Linked DNA regions of Mus musculus: all the other regions are linked to region 1. A link is a contact called in public HiChIP or PLAC-seq and promoter capture Hi-C data. All regions are on one chromosome and are shown on one strand. Each heading gives the region's core, a stretch centred on a gene start, on an enhancer-like site or on the middle of the called end of the contact. The rest is flanking DNA. Distances are from core to core; before and after follow the strand shown.

The links. Promoter capture Hi-C pulls out the DNA fragments that hold promoters and counts their contacts. HiChIP or PLAC-seq counts read pairs in DNA pulled down with a chosen protein or histone mark. Capture Hi-C pulls out chosen DNA fragments and counts their contacts.
Region 2: a contact with region 1 is called in a promoter capture Hi-C map of pre-B cells, with 4 times the contacts expected there. The contact joins the promoter of B3gnt4 here to the promoter of Pheta1 in region 1.
Region 3: a promoter capture Hi-C map of pre-B cells shows a contact between it and region 1, with 4 times the contacts expected there. The contact joins the promoter of Mlxip here to the promoter of Pheta1 in region 1. A contact is called at or near these places in 1 of 39 promoter capture datasets (pre-B cells), 2 of 115 datasets of contacts at active chromatin or transcription factors (astrocytes and pancreatic cancer cells) and 1 of 9 other capture datasets (liver).
Region 4: a contact with region 1 is called in a promoter capture Hi-C map of liver, with 2.5 times the contacts expected there. The contact joins the promoter of Bcl7a here to the promoter of Pheta1 in region 1. A contact is called at or near these places in 2 of 9 other capture datasets (liver and pancreatic islet).
Region 5: a contact with region 1 is called in an H3K27ac HiChIP or PLAC-seq map of extraembryonic endoderm stem cells, with 8 times the contacts expected there. The contact joins the promoter of Slc8b1 here to the promoter of Pheta1 in region 1. A contact is called at or near these places in 2 of 484 Hi-C or Micro-C datasets (CD4 T cells and myocytes) and 1 of 115 datasets of contacts at active chromatin or transcription factors (extraembryonic endoderm stem cells).
Region 6: a FOXA1 HiChIP or PLAC-seq map of pancreatic cancer cells shows a contact between it and region 1. The contact joins the promoter of Orai1 here to the promoter of Pheta1 in region 1.
Region 7: a contact with region 1 is called in a promoter capture Hi-C map of liver, with 2.8 times the contacts expected there. The contact joins the promoter of Kdm2b here to the promoter of Pheta1 in region 1.

Annotation. Positions count from the first base shown.
Region 1 is chr5:121,847,146-121,850,564 of GRCm38.p6, forward strand. It overlaps Pheta1 (PH domain containing endocytic trafficking adaptor 1), which reads left to right and starts at 1,852. Exons shown (of 4, transcript NM_175474.4): 1 at 1,852-1,979; 2 at 3,325-3,401.
Region 2 is chr5:123,506,779-123,510,197 of GRCm38.p6, forward strand. It overlaps B3gnt4 (UDP-GlcNAc:betaGal beta-1,3-N-acetylglucosaminyltransferase 4), which reads left to right and starts at 1,704. Exons shown (of 2, transcript NM_001382854.1): 1 at 1,704-1,741. Lrrc43 (leucine rich repeat containing 43) reads left to right here. Exons shown (of 12, transcript NM_001033461.3): 12 at 1,263-1,427. The coding sequence ends at 1,390.
Region 3 is chr5:123,393,067-123,396,485 of GRCm38.p6, forward strand. Mlxip (MLX interacting protein) reads left to right here and starts at 1,732. Exons shown (of 17, transcript NM_133917.3): 1 at 1,732-2,276. The coding sequence starts at 1,864.
Region 4 is chr5:123,342,565-123,345,983 of GRCm38.p6, forward strand. Bcl7a (B cell CLL/lymphoma 7A) reads left to right here and starts at 1,884. Exons shown (of 6, transcript NM_029850.3): 1 at 1,884-2,157. The coding sequence starts at 2,066. Gm15860 (predicted gene 15860) reads right to left here and starts at 2,578. Exons shown (of 2, transcript NR_165267.1): 1 at 2,362-2,578.
Region 5 is chr5:120,509,387-120,512,805 of GRCm38.p6, forward strand. Slc8b1 (solute carrier family 8 (sodium/lithium/calcium exchanger), member B1) reads left to right here and starts at 1,806. Exons shown (of 16, transcript NM_133221.2): 1 at 1,806-1,897.
Region 6 is chr5:123,013,561-123,016,979 of GRCm38.p6, forward strand. Orai1 (ORAI calcium release-activated calcium modulator 1) reads left to right here and starts at 1,514. Exons shown (of 2, transcript NM_175423.3): 1 at 1,514-2,006. The coding sequence starts at 1,698. It overlaps Gm2479 (a long non-coding RNA gene), which reads right to left and starts at 1,467. Exons shown (of 3, transcript XR_387710.4): 1 at 1,167-1,467.
Region 7 is chr5:122,987,252-122,990,670 of GRCm38.p6, forward strand. Kdm2b (lysine (K)-specific demethylase 2B) reads right to left here and starts at 1,848. Exons shown (of 23, transcript NM_001003953.2): 1 at 1,617-1,848; 2 at 411-555. The coding sequence starts at 1,649. A930024E05Rik (RIKEN cDNA A930024E05 gene) reads left to right here and starts at 2,103. Exons shown (of 3, transcript NR_045820.1): 1 at 2,103-2,840.

The DNA.
Region 1 (3,419 bases), core at 602-3,101:
GCTGATACAGAGGCCATGAAGGGATGTTACTTACTGGCTGGCTTCCCCTGGCTTGCTCAGCCTGCTTTCTTATAGAACCCAAGACTGCCAGCCCAGAGCTGGCACCACCCACAAGGGGCCTTTTCCCCTTGATCACTAATTGAGAAAATGCCTTACAGTTGGATCTCATGGAGGCATTTCCTCAATTGAAGCTCCTTTCTCTGTGATAACTCCAGCTGTGTCAAGTTGATACACAAAACCAGCCAGTACACTGTCATCAAGACTTGCTCAGACCACTACAGTAGGCTTCCGCTTGGCCTCCTGGCCTTCCCTCTTGTCCTACAGCCCTCTAGAGATCGCATCTCTCCTCAAAACCCTCCACAGGCAAGGCATCATAGTGCGGGAAATAAATCCCCCAAATTGGGAGGCAGACAAGAGGCTCTCTGTGAGTTCAAGACCAACCTAGTGTACTAATTAATTTATCTAGTAAATTAATTAGTTTATCTAATAAATTAATGATTTATTTAATACTTATTAATTATAAGTAATAAATATTTTATTATATTGAGGCACAATCTTGCTATATAGCTATATATGTATATAATATATAATATAAAATATTGCGTGTATATGTATATATGTGTATATATATATATATATATATATATATATAGCTTTCCAGATGTCCTCTTACCACTCCCTACCAAGGCCTGAAATTACACGTGCTCCCAAGCACACCTGAAAACAAAGATTTCCCAAAGTTCACAGGGTCCTATGCAATAAGGCTTCCTAAAAGCCTTCCAACACGTAACTTCTTCCTCCACTTGCTCTCTGCGCTTCTCTGTGCCTTTGGACTTGCGGTTTCCTCCATCCGGGACACCCTTCCTGCAGGTCTCCAGTGGGCTAGGTCGCTGCCCCTCAGTGGCCATTCCTGAGCGTTGGTTTGTCTCAGCCCCGCACTCCCGGCGGCTGTCGCCTATTCTCTGCCTCTCACCAAGCCCTGTTAGAACTGTTTTTTGATTGACTCCGAGCTGTTTCTCTCTGGATCAGTCTGCACCACTGTAGGCGCTAGTGAGACTCGGTGGAATGAAGCCTGGGATCCTGGTCTGTCCTGTTTCGCTCTTGTCCTCCGGCTAGGAGGACCCCGGACAGGAAAGTAGAAGGAAGTGAGGAGGAGGCAGGAAGAAAAGGAAGTGAAGGATTCTGGGAGGTGGGTCTGTGTGATTTTTGGGGAGAGGGGAAACCCCGGCCATTCCTACTTACTGGGAGCGCCTGTAGTTGAGCCACACCCTGTAAACACCACGCTTGTCTTTATATTTTGCATAGAATCCCAGCGACTCCTGGGAGGTCACGCAGGGGTGCAGTGGGTCGGTGGGCCTCTACCTCTGCTCACTTCTAGAACTCTCTCTTAATTTAGGCAAGTGTTTGGATGGCTCGGTATCCTCTGCGTTTTAAAACAGACTTGTGTTGATTTTCTCTGGAAACGCTGTGGGTTGAACGTTTTCTTTTTTCTTTTCTTTCTTTCTTTCTTTCTTTCTTTATTTATTTATTTATTTTTTGTTTTCGAGGCCAGGATGGTCTCGGACTCACTAGATATCCTGTGTGTACCTTGAGCAACTGGTGGGAGGCGGTTCCCTGGCATCTTTCACGTTATATTTCCCCAGGCTTGGCGACAAGCGCCGTTGAGCCGTCTCGCCAGGTTGCTCCGGGACCGAATTCTGGGAACTCCCGACCCTGGCACGGTCCCTTTAAGAGGGATTTTTCAGGCGCGCGTGTGGGGGCGTGGTAAATTCGGGGGCGGGACCTTGCAGGGCTGACCAATGGGCAGGCGCGTGTGGCTCGGAGGCGTTCCCCCTCCTGGGCGGGCCGCTCAGGGTTAAAGGGGCGCCCGCGGGTCGCCGCCACTCGGCCTCCGGGAGACAAAGGGCCCTGTCGTCGCCGGCCCCCGAGCTGTTCCGGGCCATGGGCAGGACAGACCGTCGCGCCGGTCCCAGAGCCAGGTAAAGCCGGGCGGGACGGGACCGCGACGGGGTCGGCAGCCGCGCGGCTGTCGCCCGGGACCCGCCCGCGGCCTCCATCGCGGCCCGGCCGGCGCACCACGGGGGCTTGAGGTTCCGCGGTGGTGATGCCCTGCCTCCGTTTCCCTCGAGTCCTAGCCGCGGGGCCAGCTGTGACCCCACGAATGGAGGACTCATCACTTGTCTTAATTTTTTATGTATTTACTTTTGTTTACGTGTGCGTGTGTGGAGGTCAGAAGACAACTTGGGGGGAGTCCGGGCTTTCCTTCTTCTACTTGGTTTCTGGGGATCAAACTCGGGTCAGAAAGCTTGACAGCCAGCGTCTTTATCCGCTAAACTGTTTTATTTTGTTTTGTTTTTGGTGGGGTTTGTTGTTGTTTTTTTGTTTTTTGTTTTGGTTTTTCGACACAGGGTTTCTCTGTGTAGCCCTGACTCACTTTGTAGACCAGGCTGGCCTCGGACTCAGAAATCCGCCTGCCTCTGCCTCCCCAGTGCTGGGATTAAAGGCGTGCGCCACCGCGCCCGGCCGGTTTTGTTGTTAAATGAGACAGAAGCTTAATGTGTACCCTTGGCTGGCCTGGAACTCAATAATGCAGAACAGGCTAGCCTCACAGATAGATCCACCTATCTTTGCATCGCGAGGGCTGGGATCAAAGGTGTGCACCACTATACCTGGCATGTGTGGCGTTTTTTGTCTGCCTTCCAAGTGCTGGAATGACAGGTGTGAGCGCCACATTGGGTGCCTTCGCCTGCTTTAGAATACTTTCCCCCTATAGTTTGTCACAGGCTGTCCTTAGTTTAGCTCATCGGTGCCTCCATGAAGCCCATTGAGGCAAACTGAGGTCTGGGAAGTGTTGGTAACTGGGCTTCCGGCCTGGGCCAGCCCAGACAAGAATTTGGTCCCTAAAGCATCGTGCTTAGACCCTGTTGCTTGTAGCTCGGAGCCCTCAGCAGACTTTGAACCTGAACAGAGCAGAGACGGTTGAATAGCAGGGAGCACTCCCTCCCTCCAAGGGGAAGCTAGAGCCTGCTTGTTTGCCGAGCCAGAGCAGGCAAGGGCTAGGGACCTGGCTGGGCCTTCTGTCTGCTGGTGACCTTGGCCAGGGTGCCCCCATCTGGGCAGTTGGGGGAGGATGGCTGATGGGCACCAGGTAATATTGTCAGTCTTGGTGGGGAAGAAGGACCCCAAGGTTTCTGCCCCATGGGGCTGTTTGTGTGGAGCTCTGTTCTTTGGCCAGGTCATTTTTTCCCACATCTATAAGTGTGCGATTAGGCATGACCCCTTGTCACAGTCCTCACGTTGACAAAGGTTTGCTTTGCCGTGTAGGCTCCCCAGCACAGGCTACACACTGGACACTCAAAGCCAGACAGAAGCCCCCACACCCCCTCTCTGGACTGACGCAGGTAATCCCCAGCTGGTGG
Region 2 (3,419 bases), core at 454-2,953, 1.7 Mb after region 1:
ACCAAAAAGCAAAAACAAAAACAAAAACAAAACAAAAAAGAAACCATCTGGGAGGTGGAGGGAAGAGGAGAAAGGCCAGCCTGGACTACCTAGTGAGTTCCAGGACAGCCAAGCCTTCAGCGACCCTGTCTCAAAAACAGATCACCACCAATGAAAAGAAAAGAAAAGAAAAGAAAAGAAAAGAGCACTGGGGCTCAAACCTAGGGTTACAAAAAGTCCTCCAGAAATTGAGCTACAGCCTCAGTGTCTTTTTTCCCTTTTTCTTAACTTTTACATGATTTTGTGTGTTTATGTGTACACGTGGGCTGTGGCTTGCATGTGGAAGTCAGAGGGACAAGGGGGTCCTGGGGATTGAACTCAGCTCAAGTTGGCGGCAAAAAAAAAGCAGCCGATTTCTTTAATTTTCTTCTCTCTTTCCCTCTCTCTCTCTTTCCATCCCAAACGCATTACCCCCCCCCCCCCCGCACATCAAATCTCTGCAGGATTAGGGGGAACCTTGTGGGGGGACTGGTACCACAGTCAGGCTACAGCTTTAGGGGAGAGCCTCTGCTACATTTGTTGGGGGGACCTACATGGTGACTGAGATGCACTGTATGCTCGTTGGTTGGTGGCTCAGACTCAGAGCTCCCAGGGGTCCAGGTTAGGTGAGGCTGTTGGCCTTCCTGTGGGGTTCCTATCCCCAGCGGAAGCCTCAATCCTTCTGCGGAAGCTTCAATCCTTCTTCCAACTCTTCCCCAGGAGTCGTCGACCTCCGTCCAATATCTGGCTGTGGGTATCTGCATCTGCTCAGTCAGCTGCTGTGTAGAGCTCCTCAGGGGATGGTGTCAGGGATTGGTGCTTGCCCATGGGATGAGTCTCAAGTTGGCTGGTTGTTGGCCATTCCTTCAGTCTCTGCTCCATCTTTGTCCCTCCATTTCTTTTAGAAAGGACAGATTTGGGGTCAAAAGTTTTGTGGGTGGGCTGGTGTCCTTATGCTTCCACTGGGGGTCCTGCCTGGCTACAGGAGGTGGCCTCCTCAGGTTCCATCTGTTAGTCATCTTGAAAGCAGCTAATTTCTTTCGCAACTCACACAGTTGGGGCTTATTGAATCAATGTATTCTTGATTGCAATTAACATACTAGGGCTGGATCTCTTTCGGAATTCCTCTAGGTTGGAGAACAGGGCTTGAATTCCCGGATGAAGGAGGAGTACGTCCCGAGTCGGGGAGACCTGCAGGCCGTTTGTCCCTTAGTACTCATCTGCTCGCATTTATATCTTCTCAGATAGGTCGAAAACGGTGCCTCCAACCATGGAAAGCGGGTACCAGCCAGAGCCACTGTCGGTGGAGGTCCAGATCCAGCTGCACCAGTACCGCTCGGTGGAGGAAGCATTCCTTAGCTTGATTGACTAGCAGGGAGAATAAAGGCTGCTCTGCAGCCGGAGCTTGAGAGTTTGTGTGGCCACTAGGGGAAGGGGCACGGCGCTGGCAGCCCAACGGGCGTGGGAAAGAGAGCGTTGCAGTTGCCAACGAGCCACAAGTGCGTCCTGGATAGACTGCAAGGTGGGGCGGAGTCCATGGCTCCGCCCCCAACGCGAAGCCCCGCCCCTCCTCCCTGAAGAGCCTCGCGGTTGCTCCATTTTGGAGCTCCGCCCTCTCTTTGGGACCCTGCCCCTGAAGACCCGCCCAGCGGGGGGTTCCTCGCGCTCCCGGCGAGATACTGCCCGGCTTTTGTGTCGGTGCGCGGTCCCCAGGGGTACTTAGGTAGGTCTTTGAGGGCGGGGATGGGGTGGTGAGGTCGCGCGGCCTGTGGCGCCTGGATCCCGTTGCCGGGAAGGAACCGCGTTCTGCCGGTGCCTCTGCTGGAGGGCTTTCTGTTGCCCGCCCCTCTGTCGCACGTCTGGGCTCGGCGGTTGCCCGGACACACCGCGCTGTGGGCTCCGACCACCGCAGCCCTCTAGATTCGGGTTGAAAGGATGGAGCTACCTGGGCCCTTTCCCCAGAGCCCGAGGCTGCCGACACCCCGAGGGCGAGGGCGCGGAGAGAGGACCCGGTCCCGCGGGACAGTGATTGGGGTAGGGAAGTGGGCTTTTCCGGGACTTTGGGTGGGTGTGGGGTGCGGGACACCGGGTTACGGGACAAACCAGAGCCCCCCTCATCGAGTGGCCGGATGGCAGCGGACTTACCAAACCTGCAAACCCCGAGTAGTTACAACTCTGTGGTCACACCATCCCCGCGAGGCTGCTGTGACCCTAACTAAGCCTTGCAGCTTAAGAGCTTTCTTGTAGCTTCAGTCCCCTTCGCCCCTCCAGGTCTTTCAGCCAAACAAGAATCACATTAAAACCATGGGCGCCCATTTAATCCTCAACTGTACCCTCAGGTGTTGCTCCTGAGCCTTGCAGGGAGGGCATTCCAGGTTCCTCTTGATGAACAGCATTCTAGGCGCCATATGCGCTCCTCGTCTTGAGATTTATCTGCGTGGCTCCTACTTCAGCTCAGAGCGTGGATGTTCTCTCTGCCTGTCACTTTTTGTCCCCTTGCTTCATGCACTTGCATAGCTATCCCAGGGTCTTGTGGCCTTTCCTCAATCACTTCATCCTTAGCAACATCTGGTCTATCATGCCTACTAGGATGTCCTTAGCTGCTTGGCTAATACTGGAGTTAGTAGGAGAGATGCTCTAGACATCTCTAGGGACAACAGGGTCGAAGTGACACTTTTTTTTTTTTTTTTTTTAAACTTAAGGATGGGAGAGAGATGGTAATGTGCATTCTGGGATTTGGCTGCTACACCTGTACCTCTGTTCCCTATATTAGGTGTGGCTCTGGCTCTGGCTGTGACTCCAGCCTCCAGGGGAAGAGGGCAAGGAGAGCTATCAGGTATAGCTCGGTTGTAGTGCTTGGATAGTGTGCATTTACCCAGCACCATATAAAGCCCCGCTTGTGAGCCCAGCACTGGGGAGGTGAGGCAGGTCGGTCAGGTTAACATCATCGACAGCCACACTGCAGGTCTGAGGTTTTTTGGGCATGAGGTTTATTTGGTAAAGTAGTAAGCATATGTCAAAGACCCTGCCTTGTGTGTGGGGTGTGCGTGTGTGTCAGAAAACTATTAGGCAGAACAGGCAGTGACAAATGACAGGAAGGAAAGTAAGGCTGATTTGTTACTGCAGACCTTGGGCAAACTACTCTAGTGAAGACTTTTTCCCCCTTGGTTCCCAGTTATGAGCACCCCCTGCTCCCCACATTCCTCATGCTCTGTGACCCACCACTGCCTGTTACCCTGTCGTGCAGTTCCCTCTCCCAAGAGGCCTGGGACTCTGATGTTGCCGGGGCTATATTACCCAGAAACTACAGGACATGCTGGAGACCAAGCTGACTTTGGCTGTGGATTGAATGTCAGGTTTCATGCTTATAAGGCATGCAACACAGGACTATGGCTCTATTT
Region 3 (3,419 bases), core at 482-2,981, 1.5 Mb after region 1:
CCCTGTAGCTAGGGAACTACCTAGGCCAGCCATAACCCCCATTATATTTTCAGGTGTTTTTTTTCTCCATCACTTTTAAATATAATTACATACATGAGTACTGTATTTACACCATTTCCACTCCCCAACCCCCACCCAACTCCTCCCTTGTCTTTTTCTCACTCCCTTTGAAATGTGACCTCTTCTTTAATTATTATTTTTAAACATGCAGGCACACACACATGTATAAATATAGCCTGCTGAGTCCTTTTAGTATTGATAGGATGTGTTTAGAAAAGGTGACTATGTGGGGTTGGAAAACCCATCTTCTCCCTGGAGAATAACTCTTTCTCTCTCTCCCCCCCGCATCATTAGTTGCCTGAACTCCATTTAAGAGGGGGTCTTGTGAGATTTCCCCCATCCATCTTGGGATGTCAACTGGTGCTGCAATTTTGTAGTTCTTGTTTAGACCATGGAGATTTCACAGGTGTAGCTTCCTTGTCATATACAGAAGACACCCTGATCTTTTCCCCTCTTATAATCTCTCGTGGTGGTTACAAGGCCAGCCTTGTCTACATAAGGACTACATGTAGAGATTCTGTCTCCAAACAAAATCTTTTATTTATTTATTTTTACCTTTATTTATCGTGAGAAGCGCAGATGCCACAGTGGGGTTGGGGTGGTCAGAGATTAAGTTGTTGGGAGTCTTCTATCTTGTGGGTCCCACGGGTTGGAATGAAGGTCAGACTTAACAGCAAGTGCTTTTATTTACCTACTGAACCATCTCACTGGATTTCCTAAAATATAAAATAAAATAAAAGTGTCTTTGAGACAGGGTATCATGCAGTTCAAACTAACCTAGAATTTGGGGAACTTCTGATCCTCCCACCTCTGCTCCCCTCCTGTTAGGATTGCAGGCACGCGCATGTGTTACCATGACTGGCTCATTGCTATTTTTAGGTTGACACAACTTTCTGAGACCTAGGAATTGCAGTAAAGACAACTAGGCTCCAAACTTCCCCTTTGGAATTTGGCTTCTGGGCCAAACTTCCAAACAATAGCGACAGTATTTTGATTTGTGGCTGAAGTTGTTGGGTCTGGAGGCAGACAGCTAGGCTCCTGCAGAACTCTACTACTGTTTAAGAGCGGTGATGCCCAGGAGCCATGCCTTAACCCGGGAGAGTCAGTTTCTGCCCCTAAGGATGTGATGATTCTGTGAGCCTTGCTCTTGGGTCTTGTTGGAACCTTAGGCACACCCCTTAGAGTGTAGGTAACTCAATCTTCTCATCAACAAAATGGGGACGGTAGACAAAATCAGGAAGGCTTTTGAGGACTCAGTTCCGGGTATGGAGGGAGAAAGCTGGCCTAATGTGGGGGAAGGAGCTCCACCCCTACCCACCACGTGGAGTGCCCTCCTTGCCCGCAGTGAGGCCGCAGGGCTATTCCCAAGCTCCGGGCGTGGCGGAGGCGGGGCAGGGGCTGGAGCCAGACTAGTTGAACAGACAGCCAATGCCGCCCTGAGCCCAGGCTCCCCGAGAGGCGCGGCCTGGCTTTCTCGTCTCTCTACTCCAGGGCCAGCCGGAGGGGAAAGAGGACAGCCAGGGGCCGGGCGTGGAGGCGTGGCCTCCGGCTTTTTTTTTTTTTTGTCCGCCCGGAGAAGAAAAGCTTCCTCCTGCACCTTTAAGAGGCAGAGGCGAGCATCCGATTGGCCAAGACGACAGTGACGTTACGAGGAGGCCCGCGCCCTCCCCCTCAGGCCGCGCGTTCCCGGGCAGTCTGCGCGAGGGCCGGGCCGGGTCGGGCCGGCGGCCCCCTCCGTTCCCCGTGCTTCTCCGCTTTACGTCGCCCCGGCTCCCGGGGGATGCCCCGGACCAGGTTCTCCTCATGGCTGCCGACGTTTTCATGTGTTCGCCGCGCCGGCCCCGCAGTCGGGGCCGTTCGGTGCTGCTCAAGCCTCAGGTGCCCGAGGACGACGACGACTCGGACACAGACGAGCCGTCTCCGCCGCCCCCCTCCGGCGTGGCCACTTCAGCCCGGGCCCACGCGAGCGCCGCGCCGCTGCCGCCTCGGGCCGGCCCGGGCCGCGAGGAGCCTCCGCGCCGACAGCAGATCATCCACAGCGGCCACTTCATGGTGTCCTCTCCGCACCGCGAGCACCCGCCCAAGAAGGGCTATGATTTCGACACGGTCAACAAGCAGACGTGCCAGACCTATAGCTTCGGCAAGACCAGCTCCTGCCACTTGTCCATCGATGCGTCGCTCACCAAGCTCTTCGAGTGCATGACCCTGGCCTACAGGTAGGGGACCCGGTGACGCCCCCACCCGACTCCCAGACCTGGCCGAGCCCCATCTTCACCCCGGTCTCTCTTGAACAAAAACCCAGCTTGGACCTTTGGCTTCACACTGTCCCTTTGGAAATTCCTTCTAGGACGATTTGTGAGTCTGGGGTCTCCACCATGGAGAGAGGCGCCAGGGTTCCGGCCTTGTAGCCCTGTCAGCCGGTCGTTCCTGGGTTCTTCCGGCTTCGTGTTCCCCATCCAGGCCCTCCCCTCCTCCAATGCCCGTGGTCACCGGTTTTAGACAAGAGTTAGGTGTAGCTACAGGCTGTGTGTTGTTGTTTTCCTCCTTTTCTTTTGGCTCTGTGGACCCCTTCCTTCTATTGCTTTGTGTGTTTACAGCAACACCCAACGGTTAAGATCACCTGTCCAGGGTGGCTAGGGCGCTGGCTGCACTATCTTAATGATTGTGTAACGCCTTGGAGCCTGTTTCCTTGTCTATAAAGGGGGGCGGGGTGGGGGGTGACAGTAGTGTTGACCTCTAGGGGGCTGCTTCAGGGAAGGGTTGAGATAGGCCGAGTGGGTTTTTAGGTGCTGCTTAAATGTGAGTTACTTTTCCTGATTGTCCATGCATCTGGAGCCTGGGTTCTCTTACATCTCCTTTACAGGGAAATTCTGAGGCAGGACCCTTTGCACACAGTGGACTTGTGGAGTTTATTTTCCTGGGAAGTTGGAATTTGTTTTTGTTTTGTTTTGTTTGTTTGTTTCCTTTTTGAGCCAGGGTCTTTTGAGCAGATGCTGGCTGGCCTTGAACTCCTCCTGACTGCCCTGCCTCCGCTTCCCAAATTCTGTGATCACAAACATATGCCTCTCATGCCCACATCTGGCTAGAGGGTTTTCTGACTGACCCTAAAAACTTATGTGTGAGATGTCAGTAGGGCTGACATCCCAGACACTGCCCTGAAACGGGGAATTCAGCTTTGGACAGAGATCTCTTTTGAACGTCATAGAAATGCCTTTCCTTGGAGGGCTAGCCTTTCTTTCTACCCTCTTACTCTTCCCCAGTATGTCTTCTAGGCAGGCATTTTAGGCAAGTTTTCTGCCTCAGCCAGAGACCTTCTCTGAACTGCTAGTGATTAGAGCAGCCCATATGGGTGGTAGCTT
Region 4 (3,419 bases), core at 634-3,133, 1.5 Mb after region 1:
TTTAGTATTCTTACATTTCATTTAGGGTGTGTGTATGTGTGTGTGAGTGTGCGTGTGGTATGTAAACATGTGCTGATCCAAGGACAACTTTCACGGGTTCTGTTTTCCACAGCGTGAGTTCTGAGACCTGAACTCTTGCCTGCAGGCTTGGCAGCAAACACATTTACTAAGACATCTTGCAGACCAGATATTCGGACTTTTGATATATCTTATTTAAATACACACACACACATACATATATACACATATATTCTATGTGGGAATTGTGGTGTAGCACTTGCCTAGCATACACAATTTCTGCACTAAACAAAAATGAATTCCCTGGGGTCCAAGCACATATCTGATGATCAAATACAGAGGGTCAAATGCATGAGACTTCGGATTTATGGCACATTTTTCAATCCATCACAGAACGATTCTTTGACATATTTGTGGGGTGTGTTATTTTGTTTTGAGACAGGGTTTTCTTTTTGTGGCCCTGGCTGTCCTAGAACTCACTACTATGTAGACCAGACTGGCTTTGAGTCTTGAATACATAGAATCGGCCTGCTTCTGCTTCCCAAGTGCTGGGATTAAAGGTGTGTACCACCACTGCCTGGCTCCATTGTTTTGTTGTTGTTGTTGGTTTTTTGCTTTTGTTTGTTTTGGTTTGGGTTGTTTTTTTGTTTTGTTTTGTTTTAAGACAGGGCCTCACTATGTAGTCCTGGAACTACCTACATAAACCAGGTTGGTCTTGAACCACAGATCTCTACCTGCTTCTGCCTGGAATTAAAGGAGTGGGCTACCACATCTGATTGTTGTTCTTATTTTTAAATTTTCGCTTTAGGACCGTGCGTTTAAAGTGGTTAAAAGAAGCCTGGGGGAAATTTCCCCAGATTCTCACACCCATTTCCCCACTAGCTCCCTCTACCAAACCCCTGCAACCCCCCCAGACTTCAGGGGGAGATGCTTGGTACTAGAATCATGGCAGTCACAGATGAAGGTCACTGCTGCAACCTTCAATAACTCCTTGACTCAGTTTGTCCATCTGTGAAATGACTGATGTTGCGCTAGTTCCTCTCCAGGTAGCAGCTCTCTCACTTCAGGTCATCTCTTTTCCCAGCATTCACGTGGACAAGCATTCGCTCTGGTCCAGTCTGTGTAGCCGCAACTGCACACCCACCTGTCCCTATACTGGGTGACCGCGGTAGATCCTGTCACCCAGCTCTGTCCTAGGGTAGGGAGACAGCCTCTCATAAGTCCTTCTGTGTTGGGCCAGTCTAGTTTACCTGCTGCTCCGGGTCATTACACTGCACTTCCACCAGGAGCCGTTTAAGATTAAATTGTCATTTTCGGTCAAACCCCAGGGAGGTTGATCCGTGACTGGGACAACTTATCTCTAAGGGAAAGAAAGCCCAGAGACAATGTCAATTGCCACCGGGTTCGGGCACCTTTCCTACGACTCTAGTTTAAGCATGGGGAGGAGACGTTCTAGCTCGCACATTTTAACAGGGCAGCTGGCCAGAGACCGGCGCCTCAACTCTTTCTAAGATCACCTCGCGTCCCGAACCGCCGCCTCCAACTCTTGAGAACTCAAACGCCCGACAAGAAACTTGCACGATCGCGCCCGCGGCCACCAACCCGAGCCAGAGCACCCACGGCCTGCAGTCTGCCATCCCCAGGGTGTGTGTCTTGGGGGGGGGAGGGGCCCCCCATCGCACCTGCGGCCTCTGGGTGAGTCCTGGCGCGGGCCCGTCCCGCGTGCTGGGAGGTCGGGGTTACCCGGGAGAGCTTTCCCAGAGTGAGGTCCCCGAGGCTCCCCGGGGAGGGCGGCGGCACCCGGAGGCCGCACTGCTGGCGGCCGCGCCGCTCCCCCTCGCTCTGTGCAGCTGCCGCCCCGGCGCTTGCGCACTGGGCCCCGGGCGCGCGGCGGCACCAGGCTTTGTGTGTGCGCGTATGTGTGTGAGTGTGTGTCTGTGCGCGAGTGAGAGAGCGGGCGAGTGTGGCGAGCAGGACCCGGCGGGCGCGCTCCCCCAGCCTCCCTCTCTCTCTCTCTTTCCTCTCTCTCTCCCTCCCCGCCAGAACCATGTCGGGCAGGTCGGTTCGAGCCGAGACCAGGAGCCGGGCCAAAGATGATATCAAGAGGGTCATGGCGGCTATCGAGAAAGTGCGCAAATGGTAAGCCGAGGCGCCTGCTCGCTCTCTCGCTCGCCCCGGCTCGCTGCACCGCGTCGCGGCCGCCAGCAAGCCCGGACCCAGCGCGTAGAGCGGCGGGGCGCAGCGGCCCCGGGCCCGGAGTTGGCGAGGGCGCGCGGCCGGGGTCACCTGCGCCCCGCGGGGGCTGCGTCCGCTGCCCAGGTGTGCTTGGCGCCGGTCACCCACCTGGCGCGGCGGCGGCGAGAGCGGCGGCGGCGGCGGCAGGAGCCCGGAGCTCGGAGCTCGGCTCTCGGGAGAGGGGGGTTCGCAGCCGGCCCCAGAAGCCATTTCGTTTTTTTGTGCAAGTCACATGAAAGCGGCTTCCCGCGCGCCGGGGCCGTGATGCCGGCGGCGGCGGGCAGAGCGCGAGCTCCATTGTGCAGCGCGGAGCGGGCCGCCGTCTCCTCCCGGGGCGGCGCGGCGCCGGTGTCCCCCCCCCCCAACACACACACACACACATACACACACACATCCTACGCCCCGACCCGCCCGCAGCTCCCCGCCTCCCAGGCCTCGGCGCCCTCGAGTCTGCGGAGTTTGCAGAGCGCGAGCCGTTTAAATTTAGCGCTTTGGGCAGCCTGGAGCGAGGGCTCCGGGCGAGGAAGGAAGATGGGGGCGAGCGCTAGGAAGGCGGTGGCGCGGCCGGGGCGCGGAGCACCCACGGCTCCCACGCGCTCCGCGCGGCACCCGAAGCTCGGGGAGCGCGATGTTTGCATCCAGAAGCCAAGTCCTGGGCCGTGTCTTGCCTCCTTCTTGCTGGAGCTGGTGTTTGTTTTGCGGAGAGAACGAGCGACCGTTGTTTTTGTTCTCTGCACTGGGGGAGGAGGAGACCGCGAGATTCGGTGTGGGCCGTGCGTGTTTTTCAAGCTCAAATTAGATCCTGCCCGGCGTGGCCTCGTTATAATTAGTAGGATGGAACATTTTCTCGGCCCTCGTCGGGATCTGACACCGAGGCGGCCCCAGAGGCCAGGCCTGAGGCGCCAGTAGTCCACCACCAGGTTGGGTCAGACTTGTTGAAAACTCCCTGCTCCCTGATTTTAACTTTATTACGGTTTTTTTCCCACGGCTTCATCTGGGTCCGAGAGGGAGAGGAGCAGCTGCGAGGGTGTCCCCAAGTGTCAGCAGCCGCTGGCTGGATCTGTCCTTTATAGGAACTGGCTAGGCTCCACTGCAGGCTGGGTTGTTTTTTTTTTTTTTTTTTTGGGGGGGGGGGTCATTTCTTGAGTAACGCCTCTGTTGTTGTT
Region 5 (3,419 bases), core at 556-3,055, 1.3 Mb before region 1:
TGCCTCTCAGACACTCAGACATATATTAAGATGTTGGTGGATTAGATCTGTCACTTTGGGAATGGTTGTTACGCAGCAATAGCTAACTGATACATGTCGGAAATCTTCCCCTTCCAGGGGAGGAATTCAATACTGTCCCCCACCCCGTGCGCGCGTGCACGCACGCACGTGCCCCTGCTCTTTGTGACACGTGACACATTTGAAGCAGGTCCTGTGCACTCGAGAACTGTGGTGAGGATGGTGAGCCTTGGTGGTACATGCCTTTGGTGGTAAAGCACTAGGAGGCCGAGAGGACAGATCTGTGAGCTTGGTCTATATGGCTGGTTCTGGTTCTACTTAGTGAGATCCCATCTCAAAGCAAGCAAACAAAGACACAGAAAAGCATAGTGGTGCCGGCAACTGGGGTTCTGGCAGTTCTACCACTCAACTCTATTTTGATTTCATTTTCTTTACTTTACATCCTGACTGAAGTTTCCTCTTCCTCCCACCTGTTCAACTCTTACCATGACAGATGAAGTACTACTGATACAGTTTAACACAGTTTAATACTTTACACTGTGTGTGTGTGTACACGTACATGCGAGCACGTGTGTGTTCATGAACGTGTGTGCAGGCGTGCATATGTGCGTGTGTCTGTGTGCACACATGTGTGTGTGTGCATGTGTGTGTCTGTGTGTACATGCATGTGTGTGTGTGTGCGTGTGTGTGTGTGTGTCTGTGTCTGTGTGTGCACATACCATGGTACACATGTGGAAACCAGAGGACAACCTCCAGGAGTAAGATCTTCGTCACTGTTGGGTTCTAGGGATCAAGCTCAGGTCGTGGGGCTTAGCATCAGTGCCCACATCATTACCCACTGTGCCATCTCAGCAGCCCCGCTGGGCGTGCTCTTTAATTAATCATGGTCTGGGGACTAATCCTAAGGCTCTGAGAACACTCAGCAAGCACCCTGCCACTGAATTTCCCACCGCACCTAAGCCCCCCTTTTCACTTTGCATTCTGGGAAACGGCCTTACTAAATGCAGATGCTGCCCTTGAACTGGAACCTGGTCAGGCTTTTTGAATTTGTTTTTAATCCCCCCAGCCTCCTGAGAAAAGCTGAGGTTGCAGGGCTATACCACTGCCCATCTTGATGTTTGCTGTAGTCTTCTAGGTTGGGGTGCAGCTCGGTGGCTTAGTGTGTGCTGGAGAGGGGAATGCTGACAAATGTCAGATCCAGGCATTTCAGGCTCTACAACCAGACTGCTTGCAGGCAGCAGGAGACCGTTTAAATCATCACCACCACCATCATTATCACCATCACCTTTATTACCGTCATACTGAGAAAATGTCTTGCTGGGATGCTCAGACTGGCCTTAATATCACAATCCTCCTGCCTCTGCCTCTGAAAGGCCAGAACTATGGGCATACACCACCACCATGCCACGTTTCCCCTTACTTTACTATAGCTCTCACCCTTCCATACCACCCTCAGTAACAGAAACTCTAAGCTTCCCCCAACTCCCCCCCCCCCCCCCGCTCCCCTTAGACTTCTCTCGGGCCTCCTGAAGTCTATAACCCACGTGCTTTCAATATAGCATCTACCTGAAAGCAGAAGTGACAGGCTGGGGACAGAAAGCAGGTGGAGAATGGGGAAGACAACAGGGAACAGCTCACAACCCCCACCCTCGGCTGGGAGGCTGTGTCTTTAAGAGCTGGGGCGGGGCGAGCCTTAAAGGGCGTGTCTTGGGCGGGGACAGAGAGGCTCGGGCGTGGCCCGACTGGCAAGTAGGCGGAGTGGAGGTTGTGGGGGCGTGGCCAGGCTGCTCCGGGCCAGGACTCTAGGGGCGGAAGGTTGTGGCGCTGGCCATCCGGCTAGAGGAAGACTCCGAGGTCGCGGATCCAGGCCCCGCCCGAGGTAAGAGGAGCTTCGCAGCCTGTGCACTCGTCGCTCCAACTTCAGCTTCTCAAATCCGCTTTCAGCTGGGACCCCAAAATCAGAAAGTGCTTCCCGATTCCCAACCCCATCCCTCGCCGTCAAGTCTGCCCACTTCACCAACGCCGCAGCACACAGGTGTCCGCATTGCCGGAGGCGCTTCATGCGAGCTTATTTGGAAATGAGTAGAAGAAACTGGAGTGGAGGTGACTTGAGGACGCGGTGTCTGGCTGTCCCTTGGGTCAGCGCTAGAGTCCATTTCACAGATGCGGACCCAGAGGCCATAAGCCCAGCCCCCCCTCCCCTCAGGCTGCCCACCCAGAAAATGCAGAGAGGGAACTGAAGGGTTCTGTGTTTTTCCACTCCACGCCCGTGCCAAGTGGAGTAGCTAGAAAGCGGAGGGGAGAGACTCGTTTTCTGTCAACAGGTGAGGAAGTGGCTGTATTCCCTTCTTCCTCTGGGGTCCTATCTTGTCCTTTGCCCTCTTCCCCCCCCCCCCCGGGGGTGGCGATTTAGAAATGCTTGTGTAAAGAATCACACCCCCTCAAATAAAGCTCAGATGGCCTTTGGCTCCCTGCTTGCAGAAAATAAAATGCACAAAACACTTGGGGCAGCCTGCCTAAGACTCGGAGCCAGTTTTCTGCTTGGACAGAAAAATAAAGCTCTTTCCCCCTGGCTGGAGGAAGTGGGTTATTCATATTGCAGCCCCACCCGCCGATTCGGCTGGTCCCAGTTTAGGCGCCTTTGAGCAACTCACTTCCCTCCTGGCCTCGATTTCTCCATCCAAGGACGGTTGGCTTTCTGGTTTTCTCCCTTGCCACATGACTCTGGGGACAGCCTGGTGAACACTCAGAGAGGGCAATGTGGTGTGGCACTTGAGCTGACAGTGAAAACCGAGAGTGAGGTTGCTTCCCAGTGCCTCAGTTTCCCCATGGAAGGATACCACAGCAGGTTGTGAGGTGTGATATACCGTCTTTGATCACAACCAAGTCCACCTCAGATGTGTGCTTTTAAGGCTGGGACCCAGGGGCTGGTGCACATCTGACATCTCAGCCACCCAAGAGGCTGAGGCAAAAGAAATATGTGCTCAAGGTCAGCCTAGCAGATAGAGGAGACCCTGCCAGTGGTGGCACACGCCTTTAATCCCAGCACTCGGGAAGCAGAGGCAGGCGGATTTCTGAGTTCAAGGCCAGTCTGCTCTACGGAGTGAGTTCCAGGACAGCCTGGGCTACACAGAGAAACCCTGTCTCGAAAAACAAAACAAAACAAAAAGTAGGAATAGGGTAGAAGGGGGTCGTGCTTCAAATTTATAATCCCGACACTTCCAAACTAGAAGCAAGAGGATGGTCACTAGCTCAAGGGCAGCCTGGGCTACCTCATGAATTCCCAGGCTAGCCTGACTCAACAAACAACTAAAAATCACTGGGATTATAGCCCAGTGGTAGAGTGCTTGCCTAGCATATATAAGTCGCTGGGGTCCATCTTTGATGTCCCACCCAAAAAA
Region 6 (3,419 bases), core at 264-2,763, 1.2 Mb after region 1:
AGTCTTTTATGTAGCTGGCCTAGAACTCAGAGATCCTCTTGCCCTGCCTCTGTCTCCCAAGCGCTGGGATTAAAGGCTTGTGCCACCATGCCAGCCCCAAGTTCTCAATCTTTGTAAACCTGGGAAGGCAGCAGCTAGGGGAATCTCAGAAACTCCACAGGAGGCCTCTCTTTTGTGCCATGTGGTTGAGTGAAGGGCTGCCCTCTAGCGGTTGTACAAGAGTTTAACTCTCACACTGTTAGACCTGGAGTGCCACACCACATGCTTAGGATTTATTTGACTGGGATCTAAATTTATCATTTGTTCTTGTTTTTCCCACATGTATTCAGTCAACAAGCATTTCTTCAATGTGGAGTATGTGCCAAGAAACATTCTGAAGGCTGGGGGTTAAAGCGGTGAGACTGCTCTTAACGTGTCCTAAAGTTCCTTAGCCCAGTGCCCTCCCTACCTTACCGGTATCTCCTGAGCCCCACCCTGAACCTCCCTATTTTCCTCTTCCCTTAGGTCCTGGCGCCTATCTTGCTGGCCCAGGTCTCAGCTCAGATGAGACTCCCAAGGTGTGAACCTTTTTAGTCTGCCTCCTGCAGAATAGAAAACGCTACGGAGGGGTCTGGGAATGGCAGGCACAGGCTAATGGCAGGCACATGCTAATGGCAGTAGTCCAGAGGCTTGGGCAGATGGCTCTTTGTGAGTTCGAAGCCAGCCTGGTCTATATAACAAGTTTCAAACCAGGCAGAGCTATGTAGTCTCAAAAATAAATAAATACAAACGGGGGCTAGCATTCTAAAATTAAAATAAAAACCCTGTTACTATCCACCTTTTTTTATCTTTTTTTTTTCTGTACACATTTACAGTCTCCTGAACTATAATTGACTCGATGTTTGTGTGTCTTTTCTACAAGAGTGTTGGCTGCAAGGGTGCAGGGAATTTTGTCCCTCTTGTGTTTCGAGGCAAGGGCTCACTCCTCCTTCAAACTCATTGTTTTCCAGTCTCCTCTATGCTGGGACTCCAGGCACGCATAACATCTTCGGGATCGACTTTGTCCGTCTCAATCACAAGCCTACACCCTGCCCTCGGTGCCTGGGACCGTGTTGGCACCCAATAGACGCTCAATAACCGCTCACTGAACTCTAGTAGCCCTCCGCTTGCTCTTTTTTCCAACAGACCTTTTGCCACCTTGTTCCAAGGAGGAAATAGGCCTCAGGAGGCGCCCAGAGGTGACCTCGGATGGCCTAAGTCAAGAGCTCCGGGAGCAAAGCCACAGGAGCAGCTGCAAAGAGAAGCGAGGCCTGACAGCGTGGGGCGCTTCCAGGAAGGCGAGCCAGGGGCTGGGGGCGGAGCCGTCGGAGGCGGTGCGGGGTACGTCACTCGCACGGACACCGCCCACCGCCTTGTGGGCGGGGTGTGTTCGTGGGTGTGGCGTATGCAAATAACCTCGGGTCGCCGGCCAATCGTGGAGCTCGCGGAGGTGCCGGCTTGGGACCGGACGCCGGTCGGCACGCAGGCTCCGGTCGCGGCCGCTTGGAACTTGCGGAGCGGTTCTGCAGCCAGTGCCTCGGCCTTCGGATCCGGTGCGTCCGGCTGCGGGAGACCGGCTCGAGTGGGAGGCCGGCGGAGGTGCGGCGCGGCCCGGCCCGGCCCCGGGGCCGCAGCCTTCTCAGGCGCTCGCCGCCAGCCGCGCCTTCGCAGCGTACTCCATGCATCCGGAGCCTGCCCCGCCCCCGAGTCACAGCAATCCGGAGCTTCCCGTGAGCGGCGGCAGCAGCACTAGCGGCAGCCGCCGGAGCCGCCGCCGCAGCGGGGACGGGGAGCCCTCGGGGGCCCCACCGCTGCCGCCGCCGCCACCCGCCGTCAGCTACCCGGACTGGATCGGCCAGAGTTACTCCGAGGTGATGAGCCTCAACGAGCACTCGATGCAGGCGCTGTCCTGGCGCAAGCTCTACTTAAGCCGCGCCAAGCTCAAAGCTTCCAGCCGGACCTCGGCTCTGCTCTCCGGCTTCGCCATGGTGAGCTCGGGCCTCCCTGCCCTCCTCCCCTCTTCCTGCTTCGGCCGCTCCCGCCCGCAGCCCCGACGGGGCCCACAGTTGGGAGCGGGCTGGGCGTGCCTGGGGTGAGGGGAAGAGCTGGGGAAAGCTGTCCTAGGCGCCGGAGGGGAGCCAGAGGCTGCTGAGCTGTGAGGGCGAGGTGGACGACCAGAGATAGAGATACCCACGCGCAGGTGTTTTTAGACGGGCACCTTGTCGCGGCAAAGAGGTTAGGGTTACAAAGAATGTTGCTTTCATGAAGTTGCTATGTAAGAAGTCTGCCCTGCATGTAATCAGGGGGACAAGAAGGATGCAAAAGGTCCAGCCCACTGAGGACAGGTGTCAGGAGATGAAGATGAGCTACATTGTGGCCGCGCCTTCTCGCACACCTAAGGCCGGAAGGTATTAACAAGACTTTATCAAATATTGGAGGGGATTTCCCAATACGTTCCACCTCCCCATACTCCACTAACTCTTACTCCCTTTTACACTCCCCACCCCACCGCATTTTCCAAGAGCCTCAGCCTAGGGGTTGAGTGCCACTCCCCACCCTCATTTTCTTCTCTAGAAACTTGCCTCTGAGTCACTGGGTGTGGGGGAGGAGGGTGGGACATGTTCCCCTTGAAAGGGCTCTTGCTTGATGAAGAGGTAGGCATATTTTCCTCCCCTCAAGTCCCAAGAAGGTGGTACGAAGCCTCTGCAGGAGGCGCCCCTGGAGGCTGCAGGTTAGGCACCAGACCTTAACTCTAGGAATACCTTCAGGCTTGCCTGTCTTGGAGTTTGCCTGGAGCTGTTATTATCTTTCGATGACATCAACCTACATCAGTGGGGTCTGCCGCCCCCCCCCTTCACCATCACGGCCGCCTCCCCCCCCCCCCCCCCCCCCCCCGTGAATTAGCTAAGCCTTTGGCCTTGAGGAAGGGAGTGGTTGGCACCCTTGGTTTTCTTGGGAAGGGAGTGTTGTCTGGGTCTCTCCCTGTCGCCTGCAAACAAGTGGATCAACACAGTTGTGAGCCCGGATGCTTTAGAAGCCCACAGTGCACTAGGCCAGAGAGGAAAGGCCAGGAGGTGTGATATAAATTACCCTTCCCAGCTCTGCCACTTGCTGCTTGCCTGTATGACCTCAGGCAAATCAATCTCTCTCTCTCTCTCTCTCTCTCTCCCTCTCTCTCTCTCTCTCTCTCTCTCTCCCTCTCTACCTCTCTCCCTCTCCCCAGATCTTGATTTCTTAAATGGCAGATTAAAAAAAAAAACCTTAAAACCGACTTTAAAAAATGATGTTGGAGGAGGAGCCCTTTAAAGAGGTGAAAGTGAGTTGGCTTATAATTATAGTACTCAGGAGGCAGAGGCAGGAGGATTGCCCATGACTTCAAGACCTGTCTGTTCTACACAGCT
Region 7 (3,419 bases), core at 598-3,097, 1.1 Mb after region 1:
TTCAAACCTAAGGCCGTCAAGCCAATGGTCCCAGGGATGTCTGGAAGGGCTCCTGCCAGACACTGCACCTCTGGCAGCACAGAGAGCGCAACTGGCTTGGGAGAGTGAAGATGCTGCGCTCACGCCCTCCCTGGGTCCCTCTTAGTCCAATAGTCCCTTGGCAGTGACCACCCTGGTACTAATGATGGGTACAGTTAGGGCCTAGGCCCACGCCAGGCCCAGCCCTCTTCCTGCCTGCCCTCCTCCCTTACCACCCCCACCCCCACCCCCGGTGCTCAGTCTCGTTTCGTCACCGGATCCCCTGGAATGGGGGACGCGGGCGCGAAATACGAACCCAGCCACAGGCAGCTCCCTCCCCACGTGCGCGCTGGCCCTCTGCAGAGTGAAGCCAGGAGAGGGGGGTGCCTCACCTTTGCCTTCCATAGCATGCACGAAGTCCCCCTGGTATAACTGGCTACGTAGCTTCTCCTCCAGGCTGAAGCCACGGACGCTGACAATTTCCTCCACGTCCGACAAGTCTTCGTTCTCGTCGTATCTCTGGCGGTCAATCGCACGCTGCGGGGACCCAACCAGAGAACCCCGGACATTACTGAGAGGACTTGGGGGGGTCTCCTCTCACCCTGGGCCCACCAAGAACAGGTGCAAGAGTCGCGCGCCCACTGCACCCCAGCATTGCAATCTGAGCAACTTTGCGCAAATGCCAAAGATGCTGGAAAGCAGAAAAAGGGGCTCACACCCCCAAGGCCCGACTGCCCTTAAACGAAGCAATCCCTTCTTGCATCTTTGGAAGCTATGGAAATGGTATTTGGGGGCTTTCCTCTGCCCCCACGCCAAGTGATGTGCTAAGCTTTGCCCACTCGACTGGGAGCCTGGTTATGTAACCCCTGAAGGGGGCTCCGGGTATGAGCTGGCGGGGCAGATGTAGGCCCCGAGAGAAGCCGCTGCAGCAACCGGCTCCGCGGTAACAGCAGCCCTGGCGGCCACGGCGGCCAACCCGGGAAGCCGGAACCCAGGGCCGGCGGCATTACTAAGGCTGGAGCTGCTCCCGAGCTACAGAAAAGCTGGAAAGCTGAAACGGAAGGGTTGAGACCCTAACGGCCCCCGCCGACCGACCGCTAGTGCAAGAAGAGGAGGGGAGGGGAGGAGGTTAAGAATGTGGGGGGAGAGAGGCAGCCAGCCCACCACAAAGCTTCTATCAGAGACCCCAAAACGCACCAGCAGCTGCCTCATCTCCCCACGAGCGCGCGCGCACACTCACTTCCTAAGGAGACTCCCCCACCACTCCCCGCATCCTTCTTCCTCCTCCCTCCGCCGCTCAGCACCGAGCCCCGCAGCCCCCCAGATCCCAGGCGAACCCCGAGCCCGCTCAGTCCCTTCCACGCCTTTCGGCGTTGCCTCCTCCCCACTTAAGTGTCTGAGACCCTGAGCCTCACAAGAGACTGGAGGAGTAAGCTGCTTGCTTCCTTTTGCATGCAATTTATTATTTTTTTCCGGTCCTCTTGCAAAATACAGAAAAGGAAAGAAAAGGCAGCAAGAAACAACCAAAAAAATAAATAGATAGATAAATCGATCATATACCAGATACAGATTTGGGGGAGAAAAAAAAAGCTACACACCAATCTTCTTCCAGAGTCTTTCTCTGCCTCCATTTTTTTAGGAGAGTTCACCAATTAATTGTCAACACTCCTGCCCCCTGCATTTTGGCGGAGGGGGAAAGGAGGGAAGACCAAAGAAAAGAAAGCAAAAAAATAAATAAATAGAGCAAGCCAGAGCCGATATCTACAAAGTTTTGCACCAACACTTAAGCAGATCCGTTTGCAAAGTCCTAGGAAACCATTTTCAGCAGTTGTGGGGGGGGAGGCGTCGACGTCATAATCCCCGGAACGTAAACATTGTTGCCGATCGCGCTCGGAGCTTGCGGCTAGGCTAGTTGGGGAAAGGGGGGGCTCGGGTTGGGGGTGTCGGGGACCGCAGCCGTAGGAGGTGTGGGGCCAGAAGGGAGCCTGGGACGCACCGGGCGCTGTTAGCGCCTTGGCATCGCTGTTTTGTTGTTGGGTCACGAGTGCGCCTCTGCACGCAGGCGCCGCCGCCGCCCGGGAGCTGACTTTTGGAGGGCTGAGTTGCAGGCGGCGGGCGCATCCCAGAGATGGCGGGGCAGGGAGGGAGGGAAAGAGAGGAGGGGGTGGGGAGGGAGGTGCAGATTTGCACGGATGGCCTCAGCGGGAGGCGCGGAAATGCTAGCCAAGCCTGCTGGCGTGAAAGCCCCCGGGGCCTGGCACCCCCCAAAACGACCCCCCACCTCTGCCCCTGCCCCCTCTTGCTTGGGTTACGCAGGGCTGTCCCTCTCTTCCTTCACCCACCTTTCCTCATTACCTATGCTGGCGACCTAAATTCAAAGTATTTTGTATGTGTGATTTCTTTTTCTGTTTTGCTTTTCTACTGCATGCCTGGGGGGAGGGGCCAGCCTGTCCAGACCCTTATCCATTTGCGAACCTGCCATATGGAGGAGGCATCTGAGGGGCTCAGAAAGAAATTACCTCAGCACTGTATCTGTACAGACTGCATAACTTTTAAACTCCCGGGGCTGAAATAATAATATGGAGACACACGCACAGGTACAGGAAATACAGCCAGTCCACAGCCTTTTCAGACTGCAGCTGACCGGAAGAAAGCCTTTGGTTCATTCATTCGGATAGCCTCGGTAGTACAGCCCTGAAATAGAAGTTGGGCTTTTAAAGAGAAAGGAAAAAAAGTCTCTACACTCGCTGAGAAGAGATAAATCGATACACAGGAGGGAATAGAGAATCGGATTCAGCGTCTCTAATGCAGGCAGGCAAAAGGTAAGCCTCTCTCGTGTGGCAGTTTAAGAGAAAAGTGGTGGTTGTTTGTGGCTTTCTGGGGTACAGCAACCTTGATTGATCCATATTGTTTCTCAGCGGAGAAGGGGGGCAGCCTTTGTGAATATTCCTGGAGTAGCAGATCCCCAATGTTCCTCCGTCTTTTAAGTAGTGCTTGTGACTGCTTCCAGAATTGACTGACCCTCAGTGGTCCTGGAATTCCTTTAAGTTGAGAGAAATGCTGGCCCTAAACTTTGTTTCCCTCCGGGCCTCTTCCTTTCTTGCAAGGGCCTAATGACAGCATCACAAGGATGTTCTGAGAGACCTCCCAGGTGACGCTAGCTTGGCGTACAAGCTAAAGCAGGTCATTTTGCACCCTGGAGAAACCCAGATTCAAGAAATTATGAGTTTAGGTGACTGCTGTTTTTATCTTGTCCCAATGTCAAGAGCACTGGTTCAGACAGATACGGGGAGGAAGTGGCCTTGCCACCTGAAATCAGCTGTGAACCACACATCGTCACCCTCCCTTACGTCAGAATTTCCTGCCTTATCGGTCTGTACTTTTTTTCCACCTGTCCCCAA